2 separate regions of the Anas platyrhynchos genome follow, and region 1 is linked to region 2. The links are chromatin contacts, called in public Hi-C maps. All regions are on one chromosome and are shown on one strand. The core of a region is the stretch at or near the end of the contact, and the rest is flanking DNA. Distances in the headings are between cores, read along the strand shown.

Evidence for each region. A called contact is a pair of places that touch in the nucleus more often than the background predicts.
Region 1: a contact with region 2 is called in a Hi-C map of subcutaneous adipose tissue, with 1.7 times the contacts expected there. The contact joins the enhancer-like site here to the promoter of ANKRD9 in region 2. A contact is called at or near these places in 7 of 8 Hi-C or Micro-C datasets (F1 follicle, F5 follicle, liver and 3 more).

Annotation. Positions count from the first base shown.
Region 1 is chr5:11,437,429-11,445,131 of IASCAAS_PekinDuck_T2T, forward strand. It overlaps TECPR2 (tectonin beta-propeller repeat containing 2), which reads right to left. Exons shown (of 20, transcript XM_027457522.3): 16 at 7,633-7,703; 17 at 3,928-4,076. Among named protein-coding and RNA genes, the nearest start is that of CINP, 27 kb to the right of the region's middle. Within about 2 kb of position 3,148, at least 5 of the 8 cell types and tissues checked have an H3K27ac peak or open chromatin away from gene starts, as enhancers often do. A contact at or near this core is called in F1 follicle, F5 follicle, small yellow follicle and 1 more, where this site is marked.
Region 2 is chr5:11,405,647-11,413,274 of IASCAAS_PekinDuck_T2T, forward strand. ANKRD9 (ankyrin repeat domain 9) reads left to right here and starts at 1,666. Exons shown (of 2, transcript XM_027458642.3): 1 at 1,666-1,873; 2 at 2,636-5,478. The coding sequence starts at 1,681. The coding sequence ends at 3,582.

The sequences.
Region 1 (7,703 bases), core at 1,898-4,397, 33 kb after region 2:
TTGCACCAAGAATCAGAAGGTTTACATAGTAGCTAAGTAGTGGACATCTTTTTAAATAAGTCCCTCTCTCCCCACAGCTTGGACAAGCTACACAGCTATTTAAATAAACTTCTTGACTTAATAAAGTAAGCTTTTTTGATCCTATCCTCTAAGAAATTCCGATTACGAAAGAGTAAAGAGAAGCAATTAATCAACAATTAAGATGTTTAATCTGTTCTTGGAGTAAGATTGATTGTTTGCAAGCAATAGGTGATTGCTAACTCATTACAAATAGTGGTTCTCATCCTTGTTTCCTTTAGCTCTCCCTAAACAAAAGTTTTGCTTACCTAAGAGATAAGCAAATATATATAAATCCCCTAATACAAATCTGATTAGGTGGTTCTTAAGGCCAGTGTTACGTTAAGTAGTCCTTATAAGAAGCAAGCTATTCTCAAAAGCAGATTTTGCTTCTGCATTTTTTTCAATAGGTGCCCAAAATCAGAGACAAAATGGAGAAAGAATTACTTTCAAACAGGCCTTTGACTTCTAGGGATATTTTAAAGCAATTTTTCAGGTGAAAATTATTTTTAACTTTTAATTAACTTCTACTCAATAACAACCCAAAATAGTCTTACTGACCATATTATTTTTTTTTTGTTATTATTTTTTCAGGCTACAGAATTGAAAAAACATTCAATTTCATAAACATACACACACCCATACATAACACACACACTCTGTAGTATCTGCATGAATAATAATTACATTGCTTGCTCGTTCTTTGTATTGAAGTGTAATGTATATTGAAGCATGCTACAACAGATAATAGTTTTATACTGTATATTGAGGATGGAATGAAGAATACTTTCCATTTCATGGATGAAAACCATTTCATCAAGGACTTTTGATCAGCTCAGTCAATGCTCTTAAAATAGCTTCCAAAAAGTGGCTTAACTACATAATTTTGACTTTTAGATCATACAATAGAACATGTGAAGCAGAGAAGACACCTACATATGAACTACACTGTTCACGATACTGCGATATTATCAACCACTTCTTTATTTTATCCAGCACTTTAGACAATGGAGGGCAGAGAACACAATGCTAATTTTCATCAAGAATTAGTGCAGTTAGGAGTTACGAAGAGAGAAGTAGCAAATGAGAACTGTTTCAGTCTCGATTAAGAAAAAAGCCATACAGAATCACAGATTCTCTGATCTTATTTGTTTGGTTTGTGCTGGAAGGGACCTTAAGGATCACCCAGTTTCAGCCCCCTGCCATGGGCAGGGACACCTCCCACCAGCCCAGGTTGCCCAAAGCCCCATCCAGCCTGGCCTTGGACACCTCCAGAGATGGGGCACCCACAGCTTCTTTGGGCAGTCTGTGCCAGTGCCTCACCACCCTCTGAATTAAAAAAATATTTTAAATGTCTGTTCTAAAAATCTAACAAAACTATTGTCTCTGAATACCTTTGTGAAGCTGTGCAATGATGCTGTGTAATTACAGCACTTCTTTAACAAGAAGTGACACTGTAAAAGCAGAACCTGTAGCTGCTCACAAGCTGCTCATGAGTCATGAGATCTGGGATATGGCAAGTCATATTGGCTCTGACATTTACTAGGGAATGAAACATCCATAGCTGATTTTAAATTACGTTATTTGAGAGTATTTCTGTGCTTAAAGCAAGTGAAAGACAATTTTGATTTCCTTCTTCAAACAGAAGATGACTGAACCATTCACAAATGCTTCTTACAATTCTTCTGTTGTTGTGAACATGAAGTGATGCAGCATGAAAATCAGTTAAGGGACAGATAACAGCAAGGAGCTACTAATAAGCACCAAAACAGTCTACTTCTCAACCATCCTTTGTCATATTTGTTATCCAAACACTGAGCTAGTATCTGGAAGTAATTTTAAAGTCCATGTTTTCTTATTTTGCATTCAGTCTTTGGAAAAGCATGGGTGGTTGCTCCCCCAGTACTTTAGTTACTTGTTTCAGTGTTGGAATCGTCTCCAAATGAGCATGTAGCCCTTGAGTTTTCATCTCCACAGGCAATGTTTGAATTTTTGCCCTTTCATATTGACTCATTAGATATGCAATGTCGGGAGTTGGCAAGATAACAGGAAGAGAATGCTCTGGGTAGCAGGAGGTTATCATTTTGGAAGGCAACATCACCCAGCTTCCGCAGTAAGCTATAGGAAATAACACAGTATTCAACCTTGTCCAATTAAAGACTTTCTACGTAAGGAAGTCTCTGCTAAGTAACGAGCCAAAGCAAATCCCAACTTCTTGTAAACACCTTTGTATCGAGCAGTTTAATCAACTTCTGTAGAGGATTAGAGAACGCACTCAGTACAGACAAAATAGTGTAGTGAAAGCCCTCCAGGTTATTTTCCTGGTTAGATACATTTTCATTAGAATATACTGCAAAAGTTTATTTGTCTGTCTATTGGCAAACTCAATTAAGCAGAATACATCCTGGAATATGTCATTCCCTCTTCACCCCCCTTTTTAAGAAAACTATCCTCATGGAAGACATCATCATTCATATACTCAGTCTCCTCTTCCTGCTGCCTTGCCCCCCATTAGCAAACAAATTTGTATCTTACAGGTAACATCAGAAAGACCCACTCTGCAGCACACAAGAGTGAGCAGTGTAATCTACCCCTCGTTGTGACAGCCATCACTCAAGTGATTTAGTACTTATTTATCAGTCTGTTCTGCTATTCTGCAGAAACAAGATGCCATTTCTCCAGGTCTGACTGGCCACATTCCCAGCACAGGACTAGTTTAACCAGTGCTGAGCTAACTGAGGAGATGCAAATCTGCCGTTTCATTTCCCTGTTTCCCTGGCCTTCTTTGCTGCTACACCCCCGAGATTCACAGGAGGAGCTAATAGTTGGCTGTTAAGAGGCAAGCAGAAGTAAAAGGGAATGATGTAAAAAACAAATCACCTATTGCAACTCCACTGCCAGAGACTGACTTTTGTTTCTTAACATGACCCTTCAGAAGTACCATGTATTTCAAAATCTTCAGAAACAGTTCTGTAACACTGTATTATTAAAACTTAAATCAAGTATGCAAACACATCCAGCACTACTATGCTAGATCAGCAGACAGTTCAACTGATTTCATGCCAGGGAGCAAAGAATGAAATCAGTGCTCAGAGGTCAACTCTTTTGCAGCAGTCCCGAGCCATGATACAGAACTGCAAGTTAAACTGTGGAATGTGTAAAGTATTAGAGCAGCACTGTGGTTTAAGGAGAGATTAAATGAGAAAACAGACACTGGAGAAACATATTTTGTCCATTTGCTATATCCAGAAAATATGCTCCTAGTGTACTTTAGGATGCTTCTTTCCACTCAGCTCCTCCCAGCTGGCAGGTAGAACAGAGATCTTACTTGCCAATTCTGGGAATAAGGGAGAAGAGCTGCAATTGTACGGCACACTGACTAACCACCGGATGATAAGGAAAGTCCCTAGATCCAGGCACAGCACCCTGGCAAGCATCCCAGACTCACGGGGCGAGGATAAAGGAAGAGGGAGGCACTTCAGTACCACACCATGTGAGCAGAGCCTTCCCACACCCTCTGCTTTGTGCTGTTTGCCAGTCTAGCCTCTTGGCTACCGTACAAGTAGGTACTCAGTATATAGTTCAAGGCTGTGTTCTACTATGTGCCTATAAAGCTGCTGTGTTACTACAATAGAAGTTTTTCATTAAGGATGGAAAAAGAGAAAAAAAAAAATAGAAAAAAATGAAGTTATCTGTGAGATGAATTTGGGATGATTGAAGATAAGTCCTGATGAAACTGAACATGTGTGACAGAAGCTTAAACTACACATTTAATCTGGTCCTATTGTTTTCCCGGAATGTTAAATTACTCCTTTCCACAGGCGCAGAGCTAAACCACTGTGTTACAAAGAATTACAATCAGTGTTTTACCTGTATGGGTGGCTCAATCATTATCCATGCGGGAAGCATCAAACTCGGGTTAAGAGGCTGGGTTCCTACACGGAAATAAACACCACCACTGGTGTCACAGGCCCAAACATGCTGATTTCCACAGGACAAGCTGATCAGCTTTATGGCACCTATCAACAAAGAGGTTATTAGCAACCTGACATTTTTCTTTTACATTCAGCTAATAATGAGCACCTTTACTTAGACTTGATGGTATTAAGCTACCTTTAAACACAGGCATATAAAAATGATTACAAGCTTGTGAGAGAAAAATCATGGCATATAATGAATAACACCAACAGGTAGTATACGTAAGGCATTTTTCTCTTCAATCTAAAAATAAATGTTTTAGTCACAGGATACTGCCATTTTTAAAGCACACTGAAAATATGCTATTAAAATAACTGAATTCAAGCAGGGAAAAAATTCTGTAACAAATGTTATCAGTGCCTAGACAAACTTTCACATGACCTAATGTGAACTTTCCTCTGTAGCTGGCCATGCTTATATTTTTCATGGTGTTGGGTCTAGTAATGCCTTCAGCACTGAACACTCCTAATGCTACCAGCACTTGAAAAATACAAGAGCATATGGATTATGCATCTCAGTGTTAACATACCAGTGTCACATCTGTAAATAAAGGAGCTGATTTTCAAATGGCTTTATATTTAGCGTACATATTTATTACACTTATGTCAGACGTGCTGCAGTATTTTAACCCTATGTAAGTCAGCACACTGAAAACACAGCTCCCAAAAAAGTATGTTTTGGATTTTTTTTTTAATTTTATTTTTTTCTTCATGTCCAATCACATTTAGGAGTCTTGCTACCAAAAGTTTGTAAAGATAGAGAACTGCTAGTTAATGGCCAGCTGGAACTCTTACTCTTTTACATTCATTTCAGAATAGCCATGTGATGTACTATACGTAACATTTGATTATTTTTTTCCTCCCAGCATCGGGACAACACAATACTAAGTAATGGAAAACATGTTCTACAGAAAAAGACTCAATCATGACAGATATACTACAGCAGGAATGCTCTGGTTGTACTCCAAACTCTAAAAATAGGCCTTGCTGGCTGATTGAACATGCCAGCAGTGCTTGGGATATCCCATTCTTGGTAACAGTTTTCTCTTCTGTGATGTGAATCTGGCGACAAATCCCTGCAAAGTACATTGCTCCTTAAAGAGAGGGTACAATTTTATCCCCCAGAGCAGGGGTTCAAAGCATTTTTTTCTGCTGAGGCAGAATTCAGTAAGGTTTGCTCGGGGAAACAACAGGGAATAACAGGAGCACATATTCTTATCTTTTAGTTACCTGAAATTGTAAACAGATCTCTTCGTCCAAGTTATTTAACTTTCTGAATTGAAGGAATTTGAATTAGCTCATCTCACCCCAAAATTCCCTTTAATCATGCAGCTTCTTATTATAAAATAGCATACAGAGCACAACTATGCACAAAAACTTCCACAGCTTCAGGAGAGAGCAAGTCTCTATTGCAGGTAGAGAGGCCTGACATTCAGCAAAGTCAAACTTTTATTTAAAACCTCGTGCTTCCATGTTAGAGTACACCTAGCCGGGATGGCTTTGTCACATGTCGTCTCAGCTGTTGAAATGTTCCGATCCAAAGCAGCATCACAGCTCTCGCACACGGAATCACATATCACCTACTCGGCATAGCTGATATTATTTACGTCTGCAGTACAATTTGATATTCAAAAATGCAGCACTTATGTAAATGTTTTGGGGCTTCTCCCTCCTCCCACTTACTGTTTTTATGGTAGGAGAAGGGCATGTTAACCACATTCAGCCACTGCTTAGAAAGAAGTGTGATTCAGAGACACTGTTTACAGTTGAAACCTAAAGGTCACTCTACTGTGTTTAGAAACCTCGATAATGATAGTGGAACCCTAATCAAAATAATTTACTAGATACTACACTCAGTACATAGTGTAAAGGCAAGAGGAAGATACTAACAACATAATATGAATATTTCAACGTAAATGCTGGCAACTTGATCACCTCCACACAGATTTCTGAATTTAATTTTACAGCAACTTGCTCTTTTTTTTCCTCCAATTCACAGTCTTAATGTTTGAGGAGTGAAGGCAGACATACATTTCAACAATAGCAATAATTCTCTAATTTCTTCTGCCCCATTAAAGCAAATCAAGTCTCTTATATTACATCTGTGGGTAGGCACCATCTTGTCAGCAGTGATCTACCACATGCATTTAATTGGAGAAAAAACAGGAAATTTTCTGCATTCTTAATTATCAGCTCACAATGACTGGTAAAGCGCGGTGTCTGAAATATTTCCTGACCCCAGATTTCTACAGTATCACCACACAGAGTGCCATGAAACTAAAAGGAACAGCTAAATGTAATGTTTGAGCCCCAGCATGGCTAAAGTGACCAAGACAATTAATACAGTCAGCTAGCACTCATTTCCATTAGAACGTTTTGAGATTTTCAGACAATAGCAAGAAGTTATTTGTTATTTCAGTTTCACAGTTATTATCTAAACCGCTGGAAAATAACAGTATCTTGAGGAAAACTTCAAGCTCTACTAAGCAAGATGAAAAGCACAGTACAGACAAAACTATCCTGTAGGTCAGTGTAGGTAAAAGGCATTGCTTATCACTTAAACTATGGTAAGACTGGTGATTTGGAAGCAATTCATCAGGTCTGGAAAACCCGTTTTACAGCTGGCAAATACATTATTTTTAAAAGACTCTTTTAAAAGTTTTATGTAAAGAATACAAAAGATAAAATTGCTTGTCAGGCCAATCACGAATATTGCCATTAGAAATGGAAAAAAATTCAAATCAGATTAATTTTATATTAGCACTTTTAAAACAAAAACAACAACAAAACAAAACAAAAAAACAAAAAAACTTCTTTTGAAACAGATTAGCATTAAGAGAAAAAAATATTCTAGCAGATATTCAGATTAAAGAAACAAATCCAATTGGAATAATACTAGTGAAGCTGTCAAGTGGCCAGATTACCCTTATCTCTGATGAAAAGAGCCAAACTGGGAGGATATTTAATGATCAAAATGTGGTCAACCAACCTTGGTCTTATTGCTAACCAAACAAAAAGGGGCAGTTAAACAGCAGCACATTCTTGACATTATGCTGAATCATTAGATCACTATCAATCCAAACATCAGAGTGTCATCATCTGTATCACCTATGGATGATGCAACTCTGAGCAAAATTTTTCCTTAACAAGATCCTAAGGAAGCTTTAGCCACTCTATTAAGAGCACATTTACCCACAAAATACAGGGCTTTGAGTATAGAACTGCCCAGGGCCACATGATTACAGTTATGCCAGTTATAGTACAAGAACTGGGCTAGTTAAAGCTACTGGTACATCTGCACAGCACTGTGTCAGGTCGCGTGGTCTCAGACTGACAAACTATAAGAAGCACAAATGCATATAAAGCATCTTGCAAACAGTGAACATGCTATCTCCGGCAAAAGGATAGGTGAAACATTGCCTGAAAGCAGTAAGTGCACGTGTTTTACAGTCCTCTGCTGCAATGCCCATAATTATAAGGTACTGTTTGCTCCAATAAATGTTATACTTCAGATCAGTAAACCAAAGACACTTCTGAATGAAAATACAGGCTGTCTGCTACGAGTTAACAGATAGTCTACTCAATAAAAATGTCATACCTAGTTGGGAGAGATCCAATTTTGTCCAATGCATCCCTGTTGGACAGCTGGATGAAAGCGTTCTGATAAAT
Region 2 (7,628 bases), core at 416-2,915:
CCCCAAGCCAGGGCTGTAGAATTAGCCACCTTTAAGCCATTTATTCTGATCCCGTGCTTCAGCAGAAATTACCCCGTGCCTGAAATAATAGGATGCAACTGGACAGAAACGCTCCGGTCAGCAGGAAGCAGAGGACGTGGTTGTCCTCGGTGAGTTTTCATCTGGAACTGGGCAGGAGCGGTTCACCTGCACAGCAATCGGTGTGAGCAACGGGCAGCAGCCTCGCAAACCTGACCCAGCATAATTTCAGCATTGTTTTCCAGCTGGATGGGGGCTCAGGGCACACACAACAAAGGCAGCGGTTGTTCCTCACCGCCTTTGTTCTCTCCGGGGTTAAGGGGAGCGTGCTGCAGTCTCCCTCCTTCTCTCCCTCCCTCCCCAAGGCCCCAGGCGGCTTCTCAGAGAGGGCTGTAAGGAAATGTGACATCTCAGCTCACGCCTGGCTATTTCCCCCACAAGCCTCATGCTGTGCACAGAAGGCGTCCCCCATTTCAGAAGCAAAGGGAAGTCTGGGGAGCCCCACGGGCAGCGGTATCGGAGCTGCCGGCTGTGACAGAGCCCCGGCGCGCTTCCCTGGTGGCCCAGGGGCAGCACACCAGGAGCCTGGTGATCCCAAAGCCCGCAGTGCCCAGACCCCATGTGCCCAGCTCTCCATAGGCCCCACACACCCTGGACCCCATCAGCCCTGGATGGATGCACATGCCCGGAACCCGTACAGCCTAAAGCCCCAGCACCAAGACCCTGAGCACCCAGAACCACAGGACCCCAAGCACACAGATCCCAAATACCCAGACCCCCAGGACCCTGAGCACCCAAACTCCGAGCACACAGACCCCCAACACTCAGACCCCCAACACCCAGACTCTGAGAACCCAGATGTCCCAGACCCTGAGCAACCAGACTGCAAGCACACATACCCCAAATACTCAGACCCCAGAACCCCAAGCACCCAGACCCCCAGGGCCCTGAGCATCCAACTTCCGAGCACACAGACCCCCAATACCCAGACCACCCAGACTCTGAGCACGCAAACCCCAAGCTCCCAGACCCCAAAAATCCAGACCCCAAGGACCCTGAGCACCCAACCCCTGCACACACAGTCCCCCAATACTCAGACCCCCAGGACCCTCAGCACCCAGACTCCAAGAACCCAGACCACCAATACCCACACTCCTAAGGCCCTGAGCACCCAAACCCTAAGCACCCAAACCCCAGCACCCAGACCCCCTATACCCAGCTCCTCAGGACCCCCAGCACCCAGACCCCAAGCACCCAAGTCCCCAATCCCCAGACCCCCAGGACTCTGAGCACCCAGACCCCAACCACCCAAACCTCCGGGACCCCAAGCACCCCAGACCCTGAGCACGCAGACCCCAATACCCAGACCCCCAGGACCCCAGGACCCTGAGCATCCAGGCTCCAAGAACCCAGACCCCAAATACCCAGCCCCCCAGGACCCTGAGCACCCACACCCCAAGCACCCAGACCCCCATACCCAGACCCCAGGACCCCGAGCACCCCAGACCCCAATCCCCCAGCCCCAGGCCCCGCCCCTTTCCCCAGACCCCGCCCCCTTTGCCCTCGCCCCGCCCCGCTCCGTCCCCGGCCGCCAACTTTGCTGGAACTTTGCCTCCCGTGACGCACGCGGCGGCGCGGGGCCCCGGCCTCCCGCCGCAGCCAATGAGCGCCCGGGGCGGCCTTGGCGGCAGCCAATGGGCGGCGGCTGGACAGTTCCCCGGTCCTGACCGACCTCCGCGCCGGGGGGGGGCGGCTCGGGGCGGGGGGGGGGCGGATAAAGGGCCCCGGCCGCGCCGCGCCGCGCTCCGCTCCCGCCGCCCCTCCGCCCACACGGGCAGCGGCACCGAGCGGCCAGGTGAGCCCGGGCACGGCACCGGCAGCGGCACCGGAGGGGGTACGGGTACGGGTGCCGTGCGGCGGAAGGGAGGGAGGGAGGGGACGGGGCATGGCGAGCACCGGGAGGCGGTTTCTGGATTCGGGGTTCCCGAGCGCTGCTGCAGAACGGGGGGGGAACGGGCCGGGCAGGGCTGTGCCGGGCCGTGCAGAGCCGGGCAGGGCTGTGCCGGGTTATTCCGAGCCGTGCCGGGCCGTGCAGAGCTGTTCCGGGTGTACCGGCCGTGCTGGGCTGTACCGGGTCATTCCGTGCCGTGCCGGGCTGCACCGAGCCGGGCAGAGCCGTGCCGGGTGTACCGGCCATACCGAGCCGTGCTGAGCCGTACCGGGCCGTGCAGATCCATACCGAGCTGCACCGGGCCGTGCAGAGCCGTGCCGACCTGTACCGGGTCATATTGAGCTATGACAGGCTGTGCCGGGCCGGGCAGTGCCGGGTCATATTGGGCCGTGCAGAGCCATACCGGGCTGTGCCGGGTCATATTGAGTTGTACGGGGCCGTGCAGAGCCATACCAGGTTGTACCGGGCCATACCGGGTCGTGCAGAGCCATACCGGGCTGTACCGGGCCATGCCGGGCTGTGCCGGGTCATATTGAGCCGTACCAGGCTGTACTGGGCCATACCGGGCTGTGCCGGGCCATATTGAGCCGTACCGGGCTGTACAGGGCCGTACCGGCTCTCCCCGTGGTGGGTGCCCCCTGACAGCCCCTCTCTGTGCCCCCGCAGGTCCGTGCCGATGCTGCCCCTGGTCTCGGGTGTGGGAGGAAGCCCCCGTCGGACCCCGGCCGCCCGCCATGCCCTGGAGCGTCCGGTGGGTCGGCGGCGGCGGCGCCCAGTCGCAGAAGCAGTGCAAGAAATCCTCCTTCGCCTTCTACCAGGCGGTGAGGGACCTGCTGCCCGTCTGGTTCCTGGAGGACATGCGGACCATGGAGGTCTTCCACTGGGAGGACGGCGGCAAGGTGAGCCTCTACTCGCCCTCCGAGGCGCTGCTCTACGCCCTGGTGCACGACCACCAGCCCTACGCCCGGCACCTGCTGACTAAGTACCCGCAGAGCGCCCTGGCCGTGCCCAGCCAAAGCTTCAGCTGCTGCCAGGCCTCGGCCCCGCACCTGGCCATGGCCGTGCGCTACAACCGGGTCCGCGTCCTCTTCCGCATCCTCAAGGCCGTGCAGGGCTTCCCTCCGGGCGACAGGGCCGGCCACCTGGACCGCCGGGGCTGCAGCCGGGTGGAGGGCGGCAAGACGGCCCTGCACGTGGCCTGCGAGCTGGTGCGCCCCGAGTGCCTGCTGCTGCTGCTGGGGCACGGCGCCTCGCCCTGCCTGCCCGACGGCGCCGGGAACACCCCGCTCGACACCTTGCTGCAGCAGCTGGCCCAGGCGCCGGCGGTCAACACACGTGCCAAGCTGCTCTGCCTCGACTGCCTCTTCCTCTTCGTGCCTCAGGACGTGCCCTTCACCATGAAGCAGCAGCTGCTGGACAACCGGCAGCGCTGGCAGGACCTCTTAGGGGAGAGCAGGTACCGCTGCCTGGTGGGCTTGGCTCCCCCGTCGCTGTTCGTCGGAGCCATGCGCGTCTTGATCAGGACCATTTCTCCCGAGCACTTCCCCGAGGCTCTGGACGATCTGCCCCTGCCGCATTTCCTCAAGCCTTTGGACTTGAAGCTGGAGAGCTAGAGGGGGCTGCAGGGGAGCCTCCTGCTCGCCTGACACAACGGACTTGTGCTAAAACCCTACCGGTGCACGAAGCTGCCGAGGCAGCAGCCGCCAAGTACCTGTTTTGATTAGAACTGTCTTCTTTCCTTTCTTTTTTTATTTTAGAAAAAAAAAAAGAAAGAATTGTATCTGGCACTTTACAGTATATTTTATTTAAAGATCTTTGTGGTGAGGTGAGGTCTACACTGCGTTTTATAAAAATGTTACATGGCCTGTACTAATGAGGATATGTGGGAGAATATATTTGTAAATACATCTAAATAAACCAGCAGCAGATATGATCCAAACTATAAATCAAGCAGCTGAAAACTCCAAAATGGCATGTGCCTTGAGAAAGTGCGCGGGGGGGAGTATCTTCGAGTTAGGATTTCCCTGTTACATAAGCCGAGCAGTCCTGGAACAGGATGACTCCTTTTTAGCAGCTCTCCTAATACATCTTGGCAGGGATGCGGTCTTTTTTTTTTTTTAAAGGCGCAGATGAAAGCTTCCTAATCTTGTACACAAACCCAAAGAGAAGACGTGTTATTAAATCCCCCTTAAACAAGGCTGGCAGGGATATGCAGCTGAACAAACTGTATTTTAACATATGCACGAGTACCAGTTGGCTTCCTTGCGACGTTCTTTCTGTTCCTCCTGCAGAGCCGGGGTGCCTGGAGGGCAGGAGCAGAGCCTGCAGCCCCCAGCTGAAGCTGTTCCTGCCCTGGCAGGAGCCAGCGCTGGAGACCCCAGCCCCTCTGTGTGGCTGCTGTGGGGTGAGGTGCCAGCACCCTAAGGGATGAAGGAGGGTGGCACAGCTGGAGGCTCTGCCTGCTTTCCTGTGTGCCCAGAGGGATTTGCTTGGGCCTGGCCGTGCCCAGGAGGCTACAGCAGCTTCTTGCATAGATTCCAGCTCCTCCACTGCCAGTGCCCAGGGGGATGTGTTGGTTTTGGGTCAGCTGAGCCCTCTGGGTACCAGGTATCCCAGTCATCCCTTGTGAGATGCTTCAAGGTATGCAAGACATCCCTGCAGCTCCTCCAGATGGAACAGCCCTTTAGGGGTAATGTCCTGCCTGCAAGACTTGTGTTTAGACAAGTCAAGTCCCGAGCAAAAGGTACGGAGGAAGCTCTTTGCTCTGCAACCTTTACTCTGCAGCATCCTGGGCAGTTGCACTGCTTGCCTCTCTGTAAAATTGGCACTGCCCCTGCCAGCTCTGCAGGGAGCGAGCTCTGCTGGCTCCAGCAGCATCACAGCGATAGGAATCTCCTAGGCCACCGAGCTGCAGCTTTGCCTCTATTGTTGGAAGCCAGCAGTGAAACTGTTTTGTTGCGGTGCTTAAATTTGTAGCAGGGAGTTGTTTGCCACTTGAACTGTTTCAGCACTGTAGTTCCCTTCGGGATCATCACAGAACTGATGCACTGAGAGATAAGAGGACACGCTGAACACACTAATTTCTTTATTCATGAACTTACTTTGGTTAGAAAAACAGTAAAAAGTCTCAGAATGAGGCACTATAAGTGAAGCTATTCATGCTTCAGCAGAAGTGTGGTATTTCATTTTAAAAAAATTTCCATACTGCATGCACGATAACAGATAAGCCATACCTCTGAAATTTGAGATGCAGCAGAAAGAAGATTGCTATTCTTAGACTGATGGCACTGAAAATGTTTCCTAGAAGAGCAAATGTTCCTTTTTCCCAAGAAACCAAGATGATACATGCTGTAACCAGTTATCATGGGGAATTCAGGGCCCATGTTGGAAAGTGTGTACCTGCTTCTAACTATTCTCCTCAACTGCCTTGTTGATGAGAAAAAATACAGAAATCCAAATAACTAATTCCTCTCTTCTTAATAATAAAAACTATGTTGTTAAATTCTTCATTTGAGTACATTTTCCACACTGCTTCTGGAGTAACGCTCTGGAAGCATCATCCATAACTGGCAAGAAGTAAAGCAATCAGGTCTAACTTGCACATCAGAAAGTGTCCTGAGGTAGGGGAGGAGGCAGAGGTGGGGAGACAGGAAAGCTTCATCAACCTTGCTGACAAAGATGTAATGCAATTCAGCAATGGGGAGTTGGTTATTTGGACGGGATGCTGGAAGACGCTCCAGATTCCTAGCCAGGAGGTTAATTACACATGAGGACAGCAGGACAGGCTGGGCAGGACGTGGCCTCATCGCCACCTGGATTCCATTACCAAAATCCTATTGCATCAGCAGCGTAGAGCAGGCCCTCCCTGCACCTTGCAACAACCCAAGGCTGACTGCCCCCTCCCACCAGTGTTTGGGTAATTCACTCAGCAACCAGAAAGGGTCCCCCCACTCAATACAATGTGATGAGCTCCTTGCTGTGCCCCTCCTGTAACTCTAGGACAGAAGCCAAGCCTGCTGCTGAGCCCGTGCTGCTGAACGTCACCGATGGCCCTCGCTTCGTGCAGCTCGCTGGTGTGACCGGTGGGCTCCATGTGGGGAGGCTGAGGGGAAATGTGGGCAAACTGCAGCGGTGACTACACAGACCACTCGCCCAGCTGGGCCCAGGCTTGTTTTCAAGCAGTCACGGCTTGGAAAAAGGCCGGGGCTTCTCAGCCTGGGAACAGAAGGCCTCTGTTCAGCCGCAGGCCAAGCAGGAGGGGCAGCAGCTTTCCTAGGCCTGACTCGATGGCACCGGGGGCCCTGGGGCACAGCAGAGCTCAGGCTCCACAGCCCCTTCAGTTCTTCATCCCCTGGCAAAGGCTGACAGCAAAAATGCCAGTGGCAACACCATCGCCGAGCCTAATAATGCAAGCTGGGACAGTCCTTATGCCTCTGCAGGCGGGGACGGCCAGTGCTGGAGGCCGGGAGCAGGGCACAAAGGTGTGGTGAATCTTCTTACCAAGCCCTAATACATGAGAGCCAAGGAGTACAGACTTAAGGCACTTAAAAGCTTCTGTCTTACCTCATGGATTACTTTAGCTGCACAAGGCAACTTACTCATCTGTGGGAAATGCTTTCAGAATCATATACAGCAGTGTATAGAGCCAGCATTCCTGAAAAGCTTAGCCAGCTCCCCTATAAAAGGCTGCTTTCTGTCATGAAACAATGAGGGAAGACAATAAATATTTCCCGTGTTGCTCGAGCACCTTCAAAAATTATTCCCATACTACCCACCTTTTAGTGCAGAGTGGTTTTATTCACTATGGCAGGTGAAGAAGGCCTGAAACCCTTTCCTTCTGAAAGCAGGGAGAGAGGAAGTACTGCGTTACTTTTGGTTTCTCCTCCTCGCAATCAGCTCCTCTCCACAGCTCCATTAAGCATTTCGGAGTCACAAAACCTGTCTAGTGTCTGCTGGAGGAGCCGAAGTATTTTGAGTAGCTCAGTCAAAAGATGGATTTGGGATCTTTAACATTCTTCTTTTATCAAGCATATTAAATAGTTAATGAACTTAAATTGATACGAACACAAAACTAAGTGGCTTAAATAGTCTAAAAAAACCCCACAACCCTTACTCTAACACCTGCCTCACTCCTGCTCTCTGATGTACTCTCCTGCCATAAAAGCTGAATCTTTTTGTTCTTGCCATGGCCGTAGCCTGGTACAAGCTCTGCCAGAGGTGGGCACCTCACACAGCATAAGATGGAGGAGTTACACACGCTTGAGAACCACCCCCTTCACGAAGATGCACAGACATGGAATATGGAGCCTAACATCAGCTTAGCACTGCACGATGGAAATCTGCTGCAAATAGGTAAGGTTTCAGACAGCTTCGGGGGAGAGAAAGGGAGCTGCTAACCATCAGGCTCCTCCGTGTGGACAGTCCCTGCAAACCGAGCCAAGCAGGCAACGCCTAAAGGAGAGGGAGCAGAGAAGCACAGAGCACGGGACCTGCAGGGAGAGGAGGCCTTGGCTACAGGCTGGGCTGCAATTACAGGCTGCTCTGAAGGTGAAGTTGAAAATAGCAAGGACAAAGACAGGGTACAGAGGCAGGGAAAGACAGAGACTAGAAATGGGCCACGGTGCCAGGCTTGTTTCCTAATCCCTATTTGTCCTGTGCC